2 separate regions of the Sus scrofa genome follow, and region 2 is linked to region 1. A link is a contact called in public HiChIP or PLAC-seq data. All regions are on one chromosome and are shown on one strand. Each heading gives the region's core, a stretch centred on a gene start, on an enhancer-like site or on the middle of the called end of the contact. The rest is flanking DNA. Distances are from core to core; before and after follow the strand shown.

Region 1 (3,610 bases), core at 816-3,315:
TCAACAAATGGAAGTCTCAAACATTTGTCTCAATACAACATGTATGTCTGTCTACTACCTGCAAAGTTTTATAATCCAGAATATTTGAATACCTTGCTTTTCAAAGTTGGTCCACAACCTGGGCATCACCTGAGATCCACCCCAAACCACTGAGTCAGAATCTGCATTTTAACAAAATCCCCAGGGAATTCATGGTCACATTAAATCCAGAGACGACTTGATCCCATGAAGCTCTATGAAGAACAGCCACAGGAAAACTGGTCAGTGGATCACTATTAGTAATCTCAAGTAAGACAACATGCAAAAGTATATTGTAGCAAACTTGAAACATCTGTTTGATTCAGTGTGGTAAAAGCTATAAACTTTGTGTTTCTGTAAATATACATGAAACACAAGAAAGAAGACTGTGCTAATTGATTTTACTGAACCATGCTAGGGGGTGGGGCAGAAAGGAGTCAGTTCCTAAGGGAAGCTTGCCAGTTCTTGTTGTCCCTAGCCCTTCTTCCAGGCTACACTCTTTTGGCCCCAGAACCATACCCTGCAGAAGCCCCGCCTGGAAAACTAGGCTTACAGCAACATGTGGTTAAGGGTCACTGATGGCAGGAGTGTTCCTGGTTGAAAGATGGAAACCTCATTCATTCAGGTCCACTTCTCAATATGGAAAAGAGCAACTCAGACCTGGAAGCACCACTCTGTTTTTCCCTCCCCACGTAGGTGGAATTCAATATAGCCTTTATATTCCTTAAAGAGCTCCAACTCTTCTAAGCCTACAGGCTTTGAATAAGTGCAAACTCATCCATTGCACCTTCACCCCCACATTTCCACTTCCTGCAAAGGAAGTTTACAATACCCAGAAACCAGGCAGTCTTCCCAAGTGATTCAGTGGTCTCCATGCCATGGTGGGGGTGAGGGAAAAGATTCAAGACAGTTTCCCAAAGGGTGGCATTTAAAATGCTGATTCTTGGGTTCTACATTAAGATTCTGATTCAGGAGTCTGGGCTTGGGACCAAAAAATTCGCATTTTTAATAAGTGCCCCCAAGTGATTCTGATCCAGGCGGTCCAGGCCTACACTTAAAGACACAGTGATAGAATTGGTTTGAGAATGCAATACCACCTTTACAAACAAATCATCTTCTACAGCATTGATTTCATTTTTTCACCTGATTTTGTCAACTTCCTGTTTGGTTTCTATTCAGCATTTACTGAGCAACTATTGTTTGCAGAGAATTGTACCAGCAGCTGCTTTCCCAGTGTGTTTGGGCTGGATGGAAGACATTGGGAGAAAAGTGTAATCACATCAGTGAGCTATTTCTCAACTTCCCGGAAAAAATGACAAATTCACCTTTTCACATTTTGTGAAACAGATAAACCTAAACAACTGTATTACCCAACTACATTTACCATAATTTACTAAGCTTTAGGGTACCAGTCAGTATATGTCAGGGCCTTGCTGTGAGAAGGTCACTTTTGTAAGGAACTGCTATGGTTCAAATCCTACCTTCTCCATGTACATGATATGATCATAGACAAGTAATTTAACTTTTCTGTGCCTGTTTCCTCATCTGTAAAATAAGGCTATAGAACCCAGTTCATTGAATTAACCAGAGAATTAAATGAAACTAAGTGAGGCAGAGGACTCTAAGAATCTAATATACTGAGGATTTATTCTGTTTTTCGGTTAAGGCCTCAAAACCATTGTGAGAACACCAAGAAATGCCCCCAGAGGTTGATTTGGAATTCTAGGTGAAAAAAGTGGAATTAAACTTTATGTTTAACTCAAGCAACTCAGGTGAATTATCCTAACTAGACTGATGTGGAGTTCTTGTTTGTTTTGTAAGATTCCCTAACGCGATTTCTTTGGGATTTCTGTCCCAGTGATGCCACACTCCGCCCCCAAATCCCCCTCCACAAGCCTGGTTCATGTGGGACACGGAAGCCAGTGGTCCTAGGCAGGTGCCCCAGGGGATAAGGACCGGGACCAGGCGGGCTGGGGAGGTGGACCCGGAGCCCAGGCCCAGGGGTGGAAGGGTTTGGTGATGACCTGGGTCGCGCAGCCCAGGGGCCGCCTCTCCCCAGCCGCCCGCTCTTCTGGGAGGATACCAGCGGGCGCCGGGAGCGTGCGCGGCCACGTGACGGCCGCTATAAGAACTCTCCGGGCGGACGCTAGGCTCCAGCCGCGCCTCCTTGCTGGCAGCACTCCCTCTCGGCGCCTGGCTTCTCCAGTCACCAACCTGCGGCTGCGGCGGCCGCCGGCGCGCCCGGGAGCACCATGACAGGTACGCGCCGCGCGGCCCACCGCCGCAGCAGCCCCGGGACCGCGGGCTCCGCGCCCCGCGCGGCCCCTTCACCCCGGACGCCTGCCCCTCCGCCGCGGGGAGCTCCAGGCAGGACGGGGACCGCCGCAAAGTTGCAGGCTGGCCGCAGCCGGGTGTGTCGCTTCCTGCGTCGGCAGCTGCTCCGCACCGCAGGGGCCCGAGCGGCCGTCCAGACCTCGGGGCGCGCCAGGCAGCGCCTGGGCCCTCCGCCGCAGCCCCCGTTCCTGCTTCCGTCTCCTTGCCCTTCCTCCTGCGATCACCGTGAAGGGCGGGTGGAGCAGCTGCAGCGGGGTGCGTGGGGGTGGGGAGCTGGCTTCCTGGGGGCGCCGGTCCCGAGCTCCCGAGCGCACCGGGGTCCTGGGGCGCCGCCCCCACCGCCCGCGGGCAAGGACCCCTGGAAGGGGCGGTGCGAGAAGGGGACTCGGGCGGCCCCGGCTCGGCTCCTCTGCCGCCCGCCCCGGCGCTGGCCGCCACACCGAGCCTATTTTTAGGCCTTTGGGGCTGGGCTGCGGGAAGCCGGAGCCCGGCGAGCGCCCCCGCGAAGCCGACCCTGTGCGGTGGGAGGGCGTCGGCTCACTTGTTGCAAGGTTTCGCTTGGCGAATCTGCCCCCAAGGACCGGGGGGCCCCGAAGTAACTAGTCCTTCCCGTGCTCTTGAGGCTGATAGCGGGGTTATTGCAGCAGTTGAACTGCAGAAGGATTGCAGATGTATCTCAGAGTTCGGCCTTCTCTAAAAAGGTGAACTCCTACTCAGCTGTCATTAGTCTTTCCTGTTCCTTTGCTAGGTCTGGCGATTTAGCTTCTGCTTCTCAGCATTTGTCCTGCTTCATTTGGGCAATCATCCGCATCCCTGGTTCCTGAAATCTTTGAATCCTGCTTACCTTATTAAACTTTTCCCCATGATCTCCTGGAATCAGGACCATTTTTGTATTAAAACATCATTATGCCCCAGATTAAGTACCCTTGGGGCAGGCTGACTGATATGTTGCCATTTTGTGATGGGTTGAAGGAACAAGTACAGGCAGAGGTTGATGGGTATGTCAAGGGACTGATGACCCTGTCCTGAGCTTTCCTCGAGCCGGTGGCCCTCCAGTGTTGGGGAACACCAGTCTTTCTACAGCTCAGCGGAGAGTCCAGTGCTATGCGTGAAGATGGCCCTCATATCCGCAGCTGGGGGTGTGCTGGCCCACTTTGATAACCTCTCACTTCCCTTCACTTCTCAATGGAATTTCCACTGCTTCTAGCCTTCACTTTGGAAAATGGACAAAGAATGAGAAAACCTAAGACAGAGAGTG
Region 2 (3,610 bases), core at 355-2,854, 110 kb after region 1:
TATACTCACTACTCCTGTGTAATAGCGTAGTCCAACTACATGACCTCTCAAAGTACCAAATAAAACTGAATCTAGCTCTTCATCACTCGTTAGGAAGTCATCTGGAGGAATAATATCTTGGAATTCAAAACGTGGAAAGAAAGTTGGATATGAGAGGCGTGGAAAATTTCCATGGACTCCATACTGGACAGTTTGCAAGTACTTCCAAACAGGATCTCTTAAAACAAAACAAAACAAAAACAAAAAACAGGAAAACAATACAATATTTAACCAAATATTTCTCAAAGACTATACCACACTTAAAGGCCAATTGTTTTCTCACACTTCATTTCAAAAAATTAAATCTCATGTGGGAAGGGCTATATGAAGATTAATATATATAGTTCCTCTGGTTAAAGCAGGGATTAAAGTGAGTACAGGTTTCTAGAAACCCTACCTACCTGTTCAATAATGTCTCTTCTGCCCACAGGTACTCAAAGTGAAAACCCCAATAAGGGTTCACAAACCTCTTTCCTAGTGATGATCACCTATTTAAAGTAAAATGTGTGTGATGTCTGCAAATAATTATATGCCAAAATTTCAATAGAGAATGAGCTGGAAGAGACTTGCAAATAAAGGACTATCTATACATGAAGCCATTTATAACTTTACAAGTAATACATCCAACATCCATTACGTGAATTCTCCTCGAAGAGACCCCGCATTTTATTCAGGTATCCAAACCATGTCACAATGGGAAGCTGACATCAAGCCTCCCCTCCCTTGGTTTAAGGGTAACCTCAATTCCCCCATAGATAATTGGAGAGCTGTTTCTGGAACGGGTATGTAACCCAATTTGGACAATGAAGAGAGGAAGCCGGAGAGGGGGCTTTCAGGAAGCTTCTATTATCCTAAGAACGGACTGACGCTATTTCCCCAGCGCTTGGCTTGCACGTCGCGCATACTGCTTCTGGCTCCCCTGCAGATAGATATTTGCACGTCTGTGCACGCACATCAACGGTGAGCTCCTTGAGGATACGGGCTGTCTTATCCGGCCCTTTCTGCCGAGCACAATGCCGAGGGCACAGTGGGTATCTGATGAGTGTCTTGCAGGTCACAATCCCGGCCTAAGAGTGTGGCTTTGAGCCAGGCCCCCTTACAGCCCTTGACAGAAATTTCCCCAAGCCCTGGCATGAGATTCGCCTGAGGAGCCTCCCCTCGCCAGTCAAAACTGTGCATTTCTTTCTCCCGCAGCTATTAAAAGCCGCCAGCAGGACGAACACTGGCTGCACAGCTCGCACGGGTAACGCGAAGGAAACGCGGGGAAGGTCAGGTTCATCTAGGGACGCCGCCAGGCCGTTACCCCCGGTGCCCAACCCCCTCCGCCCCCTTCACCTCTTAAACATCCAGGACATGGCGCTGGGTGGGTGACGAGGGGAACGCTTGGGCGCCCGGGATCGTTCTCGAGCGGCCTCGATAAGTCTCCTTCCAGGGCCCGCGGCCGAGAAGCCGGGGACAGGTTTCTAGAGCCGCGAGCAAGAGCGCACTCCAGAAAGGTGAGACGCCGGGAGCCTAGTCAGACGTCGACGCCGACCCCTTCCAGCAACAATCTGAGAGACAAGTGACGCTTTGTGACTGGCACCGCCTACCTCCAATCCCGAGGAGGAGTTTACGCAGACGAACCAATCAGGGCACGGAGGGGTGGGCAGCTCCGCCCCGCGCAGCGATTCAAAGACTTGGGGGGCTGTCCCCGCTGCAGGGGCGGTTCCATCCGGGTTCTCCCTCAACCCCAAGCTAGTCGCGCGGGAAAGCCACGCGGCCCCAGCAGGCGGACTACGGTGCTTACGGTGTTCGCGTTTCTGATTGATTCCCCGCCTCAAGCAGAGGGCGACCACTGTCTTTTGCACTGTTTCCCTCAAGCCCTAAGCCTCAGCCCCATTCTTCAGGCTCTACCTCAGCCTACCTCGAATTTTCTCTTCATCTGATGTGACATATAGTAGGGTATTCCACTGAATAAGCTCCCGGCTTTAAGAGCCCTGGAGCTACCAACGAGATCCTGTCCTTCATCTTCTGTGGTGAACCCGTGTAGTTGCCCTTAAAATGTGCATTTTAAACCCCGCTAGCTAACCAATGAGACAGACCGGCCTCAGAGAGCATAATTGCAGTTTCGATTTATGGAGTCCCTACCCCCCACCTCTTTTTTAAGAGAAATTTTTCATTCTACTAGAGGAAAGCCATAAAATGAGATGACAGCACAAGAGCTTTATTGGTGACTGCTGGAAGTGGCCAAGTTTCCCCTGGGGGTAAGCTGCTGTCCCTGCGGGGCAGGAAGAAGTTGGTTTTCCGTGGGGAACTGTAGGGGGCACTCCCAAGGGCTCTGTCGCCCTCTTTTGAGAGTCTGAGGAGACTCAGGAGAATTCGGCTTTGAGTGGGTGGGCGAGTGGGCCGGCTGCAGCGCAGGCGCTGTCAGGGCTGGTTCTCTGTCCCCTGGGAGCCTTTTAACTTGTGCAGCAGCAGCCCTAGGGTAACAAGCTGGTGGTGGCCCTGACCTGTGCTTTGGACTTGATATAACTGTAACACAACTGCTTGTGGACCAAAGAGGAAATGTATTTGAGAAAGGGGTTAGTGTTGACCCGTGCCCTTCGAAGAGTGGTCCATTTTACACGTCCATCAGCAGGGTATGACAGGCAGTCAATGAAACAGTTTTTCAAGAGGCATTTGTTGATTAACTTAAACTATCACAATCTGTAAATATGAACCTACAGTAGAATGAGAAAAGAAACTTGCAGCAACTTATTCATTTCACTAAATAGAAGGAAGATGAAGAGAATGGCATTTCAAATTATTTTAGTTATTTTACTTTCTTCTGGAAGTAGTATGAGGCAAAAGGCAATATTGTTCAGTTTTTGATGTGCCAGATCTAAATAACCGATCTATTGGAAAATACGGCAGTAAATGCCTAAATTGAAAATGATTTATGTGTAAAGTTAATAAATTATGTTCGTCAGACTGAAAGATAAAATTGCAAATGTACCAATATAGGTAAACCTTACTCATTCAAGACTTGACACCTGTTAGGAAAGGCCATCCCACAGGTAAAGAATATGGATTGAATGCAGTAAAAACACCTATTTAAAGTCAACGTTTGTGTTTATATTGTCACTATTTTACATCTCAGACCTAGCAGCTGAACTTACTTGAACACTTTCACTTAATCATTCTTTATTATTTTTAGTTTTAAAAAAGGGTAATTTGTACTAGTTTGATTAAAATGTCACAACACTTACAAATTCAGAACTATCACACCAGATAATGTTTTCTGAAAAATGAACATTTATAACTGAAAAAAGAGAATTGGACAATGTCTTGTGTGTTGGACTGATGGATAAGGAGGAGATTGTCACAAAGAGGACAGCAAAGAAGATAAGGGCCAGATAACATACAAATTTATAGTCTATGATAGAGTTTTATTTTAAATGCAATAGAAAGTCACTAAATGTTTTTAGCAGGAGAATGACAAATCTAAAAATAGGCTTTAAAAAATTCACTCTGGCAGCTCTGTGGAAAATGGGAACAAAAACAGAAACAGAGAGACTGGTTAGTTGATAATCAGGAAATGATTGTGTCCAGG

What was found. HiChIP or PLAC-seq counts read pairs in DNA pulled down with a chosen protein or histone mark.
Region 2: an H3K27ac HiChIP or PLAC-seq map of alveolar macrophages shows a contact between it and region 1. The contact joins the promoter of HLTF here to the promoter of GYG1 in region 1. A contact is called at or near these places in 2 of 47 Hi-C or Micro-C datasets (fibroblasts and heart right ventricle) and 1 of 2 datasets of contacts at active chromatin or transcription factors (alveolar macrophages).

Annotation. Positions count from the first base shown.
Region 1 is chr13:89,219,021-89,222,630 of Sscrofa11.1, forward strand. It overlaps GYG1 (glycogenin-1), which reads left to right and starts at 2,066. Exons shown (of 7, transcript XM_021069597.1): 1 at 2,066-2,277. The coding sequence starts at 2,271.
Region 2 is chr13:89,331,410-89,335,019 of Sscrofa11.1, forward strand. It overlaps HLTF (helicase-like transcription factor), which reads right to left and starts at 1,605. Exons shown (of 26, transcript XM_003358605.5): 1 at 1,375-1,605; 2 at 10-217. The coding sequence starts at 1,394.